Linked DNA regions of Sus scrofa: region 1 is linked to region 2. The links are chromatin contacts, called in public HiChIP or PLAC-seq maps. All regions are on one chromosome and are shown on one strand. The core of a region is the stretch at or near the end of the contact, and the rest is flanking DNA. Distances in the headings are between cores, read along the strand shown.

What was found. HiChIP or PLAC-seq counts read pairs in DNA pulled down with a chosen protein or histone mark.
Region 1: an H3K27ac HiChIP or PLAC-seq map of skeletal muscle shows a contact between it and region 2, with 11 times the contacts expected there. The contact joins the promoter of FTO here to the promoter of IRX5 in region 2. A contact is called at or near these places in 5 of 47 Hi-C or Micro-C datasets (embryonic fibroblasts, fibroblasts, heart right ventricle and 2 more) and 1 of 2 datasets of contacts at active chromatin or transcription factors (skeletal muscle).

Annotation. Positions count from the first base shown.
Region 1 is chr6:31,561,449-31,566,785 of Sscrofa11.1, reverse strand. FTO (fat mass and obesity associated) reads left to right here and starts at 2,112. Exons shown (of 9, transcript NM_001112692.1): 1 at 2,112-2,170. The coding sequence starts at 2,126. It overlaps RPGRIP1L (protein fantom), which reads right to left and starts at 1,849. Exons shown (of 25, transcript XM_021097100.1): 1 at 1,744-1,849.
Region 2 is chr6:30,511,900-30,517,279 of Sscrofa11.1, reverse strand. It overlaps IRX5 (iroquois-class homeodomain protein IRX-5), which reads left to right and starts at 2,265. Exons shown (of 4, transcript XM_021094164.1): 1 at 2,265-2,919; 2 at 4,009-4,414; 3 at 4,588-4,722; 4 at 4,725-5,380. The coding sequence starts at 2,671. LOC102165609 (a long non-coding RNA gene) reads right to left here and starts at 2,122. Exons shown (of 9, transcript XR_002344591.1): 1 at 255-2,122.

The DNA of each region.
Region 1 (5,337 bases), core at 863-3,362, 1.0 Mb before region 2:
CTTGTATGCATTATGGGGAAATACATTATGTTTTAGGGAGAGGATTAATAACTTTTATTATAACTTGTCAAAAGTTGAGAACAACTGCATTTTACTGTGACATAAACAGCTCACAGACATATGCCTGGGAGATCATCTACTTCATTTGGAAACACTGCTACAGGAAAGGTCAATTAGGAACCAAATTATCAAGATGTTTAAACACAGGTCACTTGTGAAAATAATAACTTCTCCTTTTTGTCTTTTTAGGGCTGCACCTGTGGCACATGGACGTGCCCAGGCCAGGGGTCAAATCAGAGCTCAGCTGCCGGGTTACACCACAGCCACAGCAACACAGGATCCGAGCCACAACCACAACCCACGCCAAAGCCCACGGTAAAGTGGGATCCCCAACCCACTGAGCGAGGCTAGGGATCAAACCTGCATCCTCATGAATTTTAATTGGGCTACTAACCCACTGAGCCACAATGGGAACTCCCACGAAAATGATAACTTTTCCCTGAGAGAATTTGGTACTTTTATAACAATAACGATGATGATGGTGTTAACATTTATTGAATTCTCGCTAAAATGTGCTAGGCACTCTCCTAAGTGCTCTGCTTGTGTAAATTAATGAAATATCTCACAATAGGCTTGTGAGGTTGTTACTTACGTTTGCTACTAATGAAGAAACTGAGACAAGGCTTAGGTACTTTGCCCAAGTTCACACATATTCCAAGTAGCTGTCTGGTCCTATTTTTGGTTGTCACAACTGGGAAGGTGGGGGGCACCAGTGATACTGGTATCTAGTGGTCAAGAGATGATGTTAAACATTGAACCACAACAAAGAACTATGTGGCCTCAAATGTTAATAGAGCCAAGGTTGAGAAACCCTGCACGGGGCTGCAATGTCTCTCCAATATCTTTTCAGGCAATCCCTCCTGGCTCATTATGCACCACTCACACTATTCTCTAGGTTCTTTGAATTCACAGTATCCTTGTCTTGCCCAAGGCCTTTGCATGAGGTGGCTCCTCATTCTTTGGTGTCCAGCTCAAATATCACTTCCTCAGAGAGGCCTTCCCTGATCTTCCTATGTTAGAGTACCCTTCCTTCCAAGTTCAGCACCATTTGTTTCTTGTATAGCAATCAGCTCGATATGAAATAATCTTATTTACTAGTTCGTTACTATTTCATCTTCACTAATAAAGTATAAGCGTCTTAAGACCCGCATCAGTCCTGTTCATAGCTGGTCGGAACAGTGCCTAGCACAGAGTGGGCACCTACATTGTTTTATGGAATGAATAATTGAATACCTGCCACTAAGACTAAAATGGTAAACAAAGACTCCCACCTTGATAGATTATGGGGTAATCACGATAAACAAATAATTGTAAATAACTGAGCAAACAAAATGTCACTCAAGAGGCTTATTAGGGTTTCCCAACGAACTCCTAACCCAGGACAAATAAGCATACTGTTTCTGGGACCTACTTAAAGAAGGACCTAGCTAGTCATGGCAATTAGCATTAGCTCTCGAGAGCTAGGTTTCAGGGCTAGGATAGAAAATTTCAAACCGGTGCGGGGCGTGGGAATAATATAGGCTGCCTGTGATTCAGGCCTGAGGAAGTGGTGTCTCGGGCCGGGCTGCTCTTCACGCGAGCAGAACTCCAGGGTCTTCTCCAGATGGTAGAGCAGACCCCAGGACCGTGGCCCGTGCTGCAGATCTGCCCCCTTCCTCCCCTGTGCTCCCCCAGAATACTCACCGCCACTCTCTCTCAGCCGCTAGTTACCGTTGCTATAGCGCCGACGGCAAGTGGGGCGGCTGGCCGAGAGGAGCACGGGAAAAAACATGGCAGGCTCCGTTGACTCCTGGGAAATGTAGTTCTCCTCGGGCCGTGGCCCTCCTGCTCGCTGCGCTGCGGACTACGATCACCCAGCTGTTGGACCTGGGAAATTCTCTTGCTCCAAACCCCGAGGCTAATTCCGGCGTAGCCGTGGTGCGCTCTGGGAGTGGTAGTTCTCGCGGCTCCGAGAGCGAATGGCGCCAGGCGGGAGCAAGATCCCGAGAGAACTACACAGAGGAGGCGGGGTCCAGGGCGCGGAATCTACGCGGCTAGCAGTGGCGAAGGAGGCTATAGCAGCAGCATGAAGCGAACCCCAACCGCCGAGGAACGAGAGCGCGAAGCTAAGGTATCTTGGGCTCCTCAGAGTCTGGGATCTTTCATGCACTTGTAATGGGGGCTGGGAACCCGAAGGACTTGGTTGGATGGCGAGCGCACCCACGATCTTAAGCCAAGGGATGACAAGGCCTTGTTAGCAAGGGAACCAGAGACTTTGGGGGTTGTAAATTCGTGCTGTTTGCAGGCCTAGTCCCGTTGGATCAGCTCACATGAGAATCTAGACACCCCTTTCCTTGTCCTGCTTCTGCATCTAATTCCTTGATTAAATTTGTAGCTACTCTTGTGCCTCAGTTTACCGGACTCGAATATGCCTGTGATCGTAACAGTTGTGCTTCCTCTTCGGTAATGATTTCTGAGGACTGGGGTAGATGTAGGTGAAATATCTGTGTATTCAGCTGTGCTGTTTTCAAACAGTGTATGTTCTGTGTCTTCATCACAGCGGATAGGATCTTTAACTACACTCCTATTTTCTCCTTTTGGGGTTCATCCTGTAACAGTTGCTTGTTCCATGGGATGACAGTAGTCACAGTAATAGAATTTTTTAAAAATCATTTATTAGTGTCAGGCTCTGCGTTTTCATAATATTTGTATTATTTCATATTTTTTTATCACAGCAGATTGCAAGATAGATATTATACAGATGGAGTAACATCAATTCTGTTTTACAGAAGAAGACTTAAGCCTCAGAAGAACTGTTTCCCTCATTCCCCAAATCAAGTCGTGATTTGTCTAAATACATTGGTTCACTTTTTTCCATCTTTACCACCTTGGACCAAGCTACAATTACCTCTTCCATGGACTGTTCCAGTCGTCTCTTGGTCCATATTCACCTTACGCCTTGCTTCCTTTCTGTTGCTCTTCCCACACAACCAGTCTCTTCTCCACACTGCAGTGTGTGAGCTTTTCAAAATGCAAATCTAATCATGACTCTTTCCTTCCTAACTCCTCTGCCAGCCACCTGTTTAAAAATCTTTCATGGCTTTCCTTGCTCTTGGGATAAAGACAAAACTTCACATGGCCCACAGTGTTTTGCATGGTGTAGAACCTACCTGCATCATCCACAACCTCAAGGGATGTGACACCCTCCCTGCTCTCTGCCCATCAGCCACTTTGGCCTTCTTAGAAGTTTCTCTTTCCTGTGCTTTATTTGGTTACAGGGTCTTTACACATGCTGTTTGTTGCTCACTCTGTATTAGGTAGTTATTGGAAGTGAGAAGCATTGGTAAGTGAAGCAGACACCGTTTGTACTCTTATAGAATTTAGGGTCCTACAAGTGAACTCACTTTATCTTAGGGTAACACCTCTATGGATTTAAAATATAAAATGTGGGAGTTCCCGCTGTGGTACAGAGGGTTAAGAATCTGACTGCATGGAGTTCCGCTTGTGGCTCAGTGGAAACGAATCTGACTCGGATCCATGAAGACGCAGTTTCAACCCCTGGCCTCGCTCAGTGGGTTAAGGATCCGGCATTGTGAGTTGTGGTGTAGGTTGCAGATGCAGCTCGGATCTGGTGTTGCTGTGGCTGTGGTGTAGTCCCTATTTGACCCCTAACTTGTAAACCTCCATATGCCTCAGGTGCAGCCCTAAAAAGACAAAAAAAAAAAAAAAAAAAAAAGAATCTGTCAGAAGCAGCCGGGGTTGCTGTAAAGGCGCAGGTTCCATCCCTGGCCTGGCACAGTGGGTTAAAGCATTCAGTGTTGCTGCAGCTACAGCATAGGTTGCAGTATAGATTCAGTCCCTGACCTGGGAATGTCCATGTGCTGGGGGTGTAGCCTATAAAAAAAAATATGTGTATATATACACACATACATATATATAATATAGAATGTGTTCTATTATAGGACTTCCCTGGTGGCCTAGGGGTTAAGGATTCAGGGTTGTCACTGCTGTGGCTCAGATTCCATCTCAGGTCTGGGAATTTCAGCATGCTGCAAGCACAGCAAAAAAAAAAAGCGTCTATTTTGACCCAGGTTATAGCAACATTTCACTAGGGACCTGAAGTTTCCACGCTTGAGTCTGTATGTGATAAGGGCAGTATGTAAAGGTGGGTATGAAGGGGGAAGATCTTCTTGTGTTAGTCTACGTGCAGCAGTGCAAAGAAATGTCACACAGTGGTACTGTGCATGATGTCTCTTACCTTTTGGGTGTACATTTAAAGTTACTCATTTTTTTTCTGTAAAGATTTATTTTGCACCTATTATTGCCAGACACGTGACTATGATTTTGGCTAAGATAGATCCCTGCACAAAGAAGCTTTTACTCTATTGAAACCATAACGGTTGCCCGTGCAGTCTTTGTTAATATCATCCAGGAATTCCCTTTGTGGCTCAGCGGTTAATGAACCCACCAAGGATCCATGAGGATGCAGGTTTGATCCCTGGCCTCGCTTAGTGGGTTAAGGATTTGGTGTTGCTGTGAGCTGTGGTGTGAGCTGCAGATGATCCTGCGCTGCTGTGGCTGTGGTGCAGGCTGGCAGCTGTAGCTTCCAAGTTGACTCCTAGCCTGGGAACCTCCATATGCCACAAGTGCAGCCCTAAAAAGCAAAAAAGAAAAAATATATCATCCACATTTAATGGATTTTGAGACCAAGGCTGTAGACCTTTTAACTTGCCCAAGGCCACTTGGTTGCTGTGCAAAACTAGGGCCCAGACTCCAAAGCTTTTTTCTATCTTCTACTTGTGAAACATGTTGAATTCATATATCTAATTGTCTGACTGTGATCTTTATTTAAAATTTGTTTATTTATGAAACATTATTGGCTAGAACAAAGTATAGGAAATGGAGTTTTTTAATTTTTAATTTTTTAGGGCCGCACCTGTGGCATATGGAGGTTCCTAGGCTGGGGGTTGAACTGGAGCTGTAGCCTTTGACCTACACCACAGCTCACAGCAATGCCAAATCCTTGACCCACTGAGCGAGGCCAGGGATCAAAACTGCGTCCTCATGGATGCTAGTCAGATTCATTTCTGCTGAGCCACGACAGGAACTCCCAGGAAATAAAGTTTTAAATCTTAAATATAAGATATTCATTTACACGTGCATTATTTTCTCCTTTTTCTTTTTTTCTTTTTTTTTTTTTTTGTCTTTTGTTGTTGTTGTTGCTATTTCTTGGGCCGCTCCCGCGGCATATGGAGGTTCCCAGGCTAGGGGTCGAATCGGAGCTGTAGCCACCAGCCT
Region 2 (5,380 bases), core at 1,016-3,515:
GAGAGCCAGCCTAGCGTGTGAAGCCGCCGCGCGTGGATGGAGGGGGCACGCCCACGCCCGCCTGCCCGGGGACCTTCACACCAGAAGAAGCCCGCCCAACATTCACGCAGCCCATGCCCACCAGGCGCCTGGCGGCGCGCGGGGCACCGCCGCGTCCATCCGGTTCACGAGGGGAGGCGGACGCGGCTCCAGGGGCAGGGAGCCTGGCTGCGACTGGGCGGGTACGCGGTGGTATTGGGGAACCCGGGGCTCACCTCTCCGCTGTGGCGCGGGTGCGCAGGCCGCGGACGCTCCCTCGTGGCTGGCGCTAGCCCCCGGCTGGCGGCGCGCGCGGGCCGCTACCGACCGTTAGCGCGAGGGGCTGCGGTGGTGGCGGCTGCGGCGGGGGCGGCGGGCGGAGCCGGGGGCGGCGCTGGGGAGCAGAGGGGCCGCAAGAGGCGGGAGAGACAGGAGCAGGGCGGGGACGCTCCCCTGGGCACTCCCCGCACCACCCGGGAGTAGACTGAGCCTGGGAGGACACTGCCCCTTGGCTGCTTGAGAGGCAGCCAGTGGTCGGTTCTGCATAGTCCCGGCTCGGCCTCGCCTCAGTCACGGCCGGCTCGCTGCCACCTCCGCTGGGCTGTGCGGGCCACCACCGGCGCCGGCTTCCCGTCTCCATGACAATGGGGCGCCGACGCCCCGCCCCGCCCCGCCCCCTCGGCGCACCGACTCAGAAGGAAACGGGCTCACGTCGCTGAAGGGCGGAGCCAGTAGAGGCCAGCGTCCAATCAGCGGTGAAGGCAGGGAGGGCCGGAGCCGGGCGGAATGAGAGGCTGTGAGAGAACGTCCGCCTGAGGGGCGGAGCCTAGGGAAGCTGACGGGGAGGAGTCAATGCGCGTGCGTGGAGTCGAGCAGCTGGGCAAGTGAGAGTGCAGAGTGGGTTTGTGTGCCGGGGCTGGAGTTCAGGAAATAAAGTGAATCTCGCCTGTCAGAGTCATTGTAGGAAATTTGGTGTATGGTCAAACTTCGGCTTGCCTGTGACCCCATTCATTATAGAAGGCCACAAAGTCCTTGATCTGCTGGGTTTCAGCGGAGTGCCCACCACTGTGCCAGCCCCGGTCCGGGTTCACCAGCGCCTGTCTGTCCCAGAGTTCGAGTGCGTCTATGGCTTGTGGAGGCGCGGGGTGGAGAAACAGGCAAAGGGTCTCTTTTGTATTCTGTGTGGCTTCGTGGGCAAGGGCTCGGCCTGTGACTCAATTGTGTGTGTGTGTGTGTGTGTGTGTGTTTGCCTTGCCAGCGGCTCGCTGAACAGTGGTTGGGTTGGTTAGTGCTCCGCGGAGCGTTAGCAGTGGAGCGTGGGCGGGTGCGAGAGTTCCTGCGAAAGGGAAGGGGACCCGCACCGTCCACCACCACCACCACCGGCCTGGCGGGGCGAGCTGCGGCTGATGCAAAACCCCAAGAAAGAGGCAGCGAGGCATGGTGGGAGGGGGTGTTGTAGAGTCCGGAGACCTGTTCCTGTGTAGCTGCTTCTCCGCCTGACGGCTCTTGCCCACTACCTCTCTGGAGAAAGGCTACCCTCTTAGTACCAGGTCCCCAGTGTCTGACCCTCGCTGTTTGGCAGGGAATTGGTGGAAGGGAGCCCGGGCTGAAGCCGTCCAAGGCCTGTTTCTCGCCCACCTGCTGCTGCTGGCGGAGGGGGACAGTCCACCCTGGACTTCCTGCGTCCTGGACTCTGGCATTCATACGACTCTCCTAGGGGCCCTAATTACGGATCTACAACTCGCTCTCGGGTCCCCTCGCTTGGGGGAAAAGCTAGGGGAGGGTGGGTAGCAATCCGCCTTGGAGCCCAGTCTCCTGGCTAACAAGAAATCCGCTAACTCCGCGATTTACTGTGGCGTAGAGAGCAGAGCGTTCACTGGCGCGCAGTCCGCGGCGTCGTTCCCTTTGTGCTTCGGTACAGGCGGACAGGCCACCAGGGCCTGCCTTGCGTCGGAACCGCCGCTCCACCCCGACTTAGAAGGGGACGAAAGTTGGAAGAGATCCGCGCGCCTTGGTTGTGATTGTCATCCTGGGGCCGGCGCTCGAGAGTCTAAGTCAGAGAGAGAGAGGGAGAGACCGTGGAGGGGAGGGGGGCATAAGAGGAGGGGGGAAAGGAGGGCCGTGGCGGAGAGGCGGGCGCGAGGGAGGGGCGAGGGGAGAGCCAGCGAGCGGGAGAGGGAGCCGGGGAGGAAGAGGGAGAGGGCGAGGCGCGCCTGGCGGCCGGGTTGGCTGCGGCGGCCCAGAGGCTCCTGCCAGTCCTCCCACCGACTACACCCCGGGAAGGAGGAGCTTCAGGCGCGCACAAGGCGTCAGAATCCTCAATTTCCAACTTAGCATCTTGGCAGGACCTTTGCGAAGCCAAAAGCAGAGCCCCCAGTGCAAAGAGCGAGGGGGAAAAAGAGAAAGCAGCAAGGGAGGGGGGAAACCCTGCTGGGGCGAGCGAGGCGCGCAGAGGAGCGGGTTCGGCGGTCGCAGCCGGAGGCGCGCGGGAAGCCAGCGAGGAGGCTCTGCGGGCCGGAGCCCGGGAACCGGGGCCCGAGGAGCGGCGGCCCGGGGCAGCCGGAGACCAGGTGCCCGCCCGCTCGCCCTCGCAGGGCGCCGCCCGGCTCGTTGGCGGCCGCGGCGCGGAGCGCCCCATGCCCGTGTGTGGCCATGTCCTATCCGCAGGGCTACTTGTACCAGCCGTCCGCCTCGCTGGCGCTCTACTCGTGCCCGGCGTACAGCACCAGCGTCATCTCGGGGCCCCGCACGGATGAGCTCGGCCGCTCGTCGTCGGGCTCCGCGTTCTCGCCCTACGCCGGCTCCACCGCCTTCACGGCGCCCTCGCCGGGCTACAACTCGCACCTCCAGTACGGCGCCGACCCCGCGGCGGCGGCGGCCGCCGCCTTCTCTTCGTACGTGGTGAGTAAGCAGGAGTTGGGGAGGGCGAGGGCAGCTGGGGCCGCGCGGGGGGGCGGGGGCTTCGGGGACACTGGTCTCGGCTCCGCGGCGGACCGCCCCTCCAAGCCTCGCGGCCCCTGCAAACTTGGGCGATTGTCTCGCTCGGCTTCGCCCGGGCCTCGGGCTCAGGGATTGTTCAGAAAGGAGAGTCGCGTCTTGCTGGGATCGCTGAGTTGGCGGAAAGGGTTTTGGGGGAGAGGTCGCTGCAGTTAAAGAGCAACATTTGATTCAAACGTGAGCTCCAGGCCGCCCTGCACACTTTACTTCATTTTTTTTTTTTTTTTTTTAGTTTTGCCATTTGGGGAAAGTAGTTCAAAAGAAATAGATCCGAAATCTGAACAGAAGCGTGCTAAATCTGTGTAAATGTGTTTGGCCTCGCCTTTAATTAGTCCTCCAAAATGTTGCAAATCCGTAATCCTATCTTCGCAATCCGATTTAGAGGTATTAAATTTCTGAAAAGTCGGCCGAGCTGCGGTGCATCCGGGATTTTTTCGGCCGGGTGCACTTTCTGGAGAAGAACCGCGGCTTCGGCTTGGGGTAACACTTTTGGAGGGGCGGGAGTGCCGGATCAAGGCATAGCTTTTCGTTTGCCTTTCTCTGCAAGGGAGAAAAAATTCCATTACTTCCTTTGCTCACCCTTCTTCTCCTAACGCGCAGCCACTTGGGCGCCGAGCGCAGGGTCGCCGGCCGTTGCTCAGACCTCTCGCTGGGCGGAGGGCCTGGCCGCGGTGGCGGGATCTGCGCACGGGGACCGCACTGCGGGGGGGCGGACGTACTCAGGCAGACAGGGGCCTACCGTGTGCCGCCAAGGCCAGGACAGCTCCAAGCGCCCCCAAGGACTGGCCTCAGGAGTTGGCGCCCCCTCTTCCTTCTGAGGGGGAGGAGTGGTTGCCCCCAGGGTCTAAGCCCTCCAGCCCTACCCCAGGGGAAGCCAGAGTGCTGGCCTCGAAGCCCGAAGACCCCTGGGCTCAGCGAAAGTGCGTCTTGGTCGCCCAGGTGGCCCCGAGGACCACGGCCCACTCTCACTTTCTCTCTGCCCGTTCCTGGCAGGGCTCTCCTTACGACCACACTCCGGGCATGGCAGGCTCCTTGGGGTACCACCCGTACGCGGCGCCCCTGGGCTCATACCCGTACGGGGACCCCGCTTACCGGAAGAACGCCACCCGAGACGCCACCGCTACGCTCAAGGCCTGGCTGAACGAGCACCGCAAGAACCCCTACCCCACCAAGGGCGAGAAGATCATGCTGGCCATCATCACCAAGATGACCCTCACCCAGGTGTCCACCTGGTTCGCCAACGCGCGTCGGCGCCTCAAGAAGGAGAACAAGATGACGTGGACGCCGCGGAACCGCAGCGAGGACGAGGAGGAGGAGGAGAACATTGATCTGGAGAAGAACGACGAAGATGAGCCCCAGAAGCCCGAGGACAAGGGCGACCCCGAGGGCCCCGAAGCAGGTTGGTGGACACGGGAAAGGGTGCGTTGAGCACGAGTAAGAAGCAAAAGGGGGGCCTGGAGAGAGGGTGCACAGGGCCTGGAGGTTGGGAGCAGGGGTCATTGCCTTTGCGATCGGGGCCCTGGGCCCGCTGCCCGGCCTCGGCGCTTCTCACCGCCTGGGTTTCCCCCGCAGGAGGAGCAGAGCAGAAAGCGGCTTCGGGCTGCGAACGGCTGCAGGGGCCGCCCCCCCCCGCCGGCAAAGAGACCGAGGGCAGCCTCAGCGACTCGGATTTTAAGGAGCCGCCATCCGAGGGCCGCCTGGACGCGCTGCCGGGCCCCCCCGCGCCGGCGGGCCCTCCCCGGCTGGGCCTGCGGCAGCTCGGCTGACCGAGGACCCGGCCCCTCACTACCCCACCGGCGCGCCGGCACCCGGCCCACACCCAGCCGCGGGAGAGCTGCCCCCCGGTCCCGGAGGGCCCTCGGTCATACACTCGCCGCCACCGCCGCCGCCGCCGCAGGCGGTGCTCGCCAAGCCCAAACTGTGGTCTCTGGCCGAGATCGCCACATCCTCGGACAAGGTCAAGGACGGGGGCGGCGGGAATGAGGGCTCCCCATGCCCACCGTGCCCCGGGCCGGTGGCCGGGCAAGCCCTAGGAAGCAGCCGTGCATCGCCGGCACCCGCGCCATCGCGCTCACCCTCGGCGCAGTGCCCCTTTCCAGGCGGGACGGTGCTGTCTCGGCCTCTCTACTACACGGCGCCCTTCTATCCCGGCTACACGAACTATGGCTCCTTCGGACACCTTCACGGCCACCCGGGGCCCGGCCCAGGCCCCACAACGGGTCCGGGCTCGCATTTCAATGGATTAAACCAGACCGTGTTGAACCGAGCGGACGCTTTGGCTAAAGACCCGAAAATGTTGCGGAGCCAGTCCCAGCTAGACCTGTGCAAAGACTCTCCCTATGAATTGAAGAAAGGTATGTCCGAC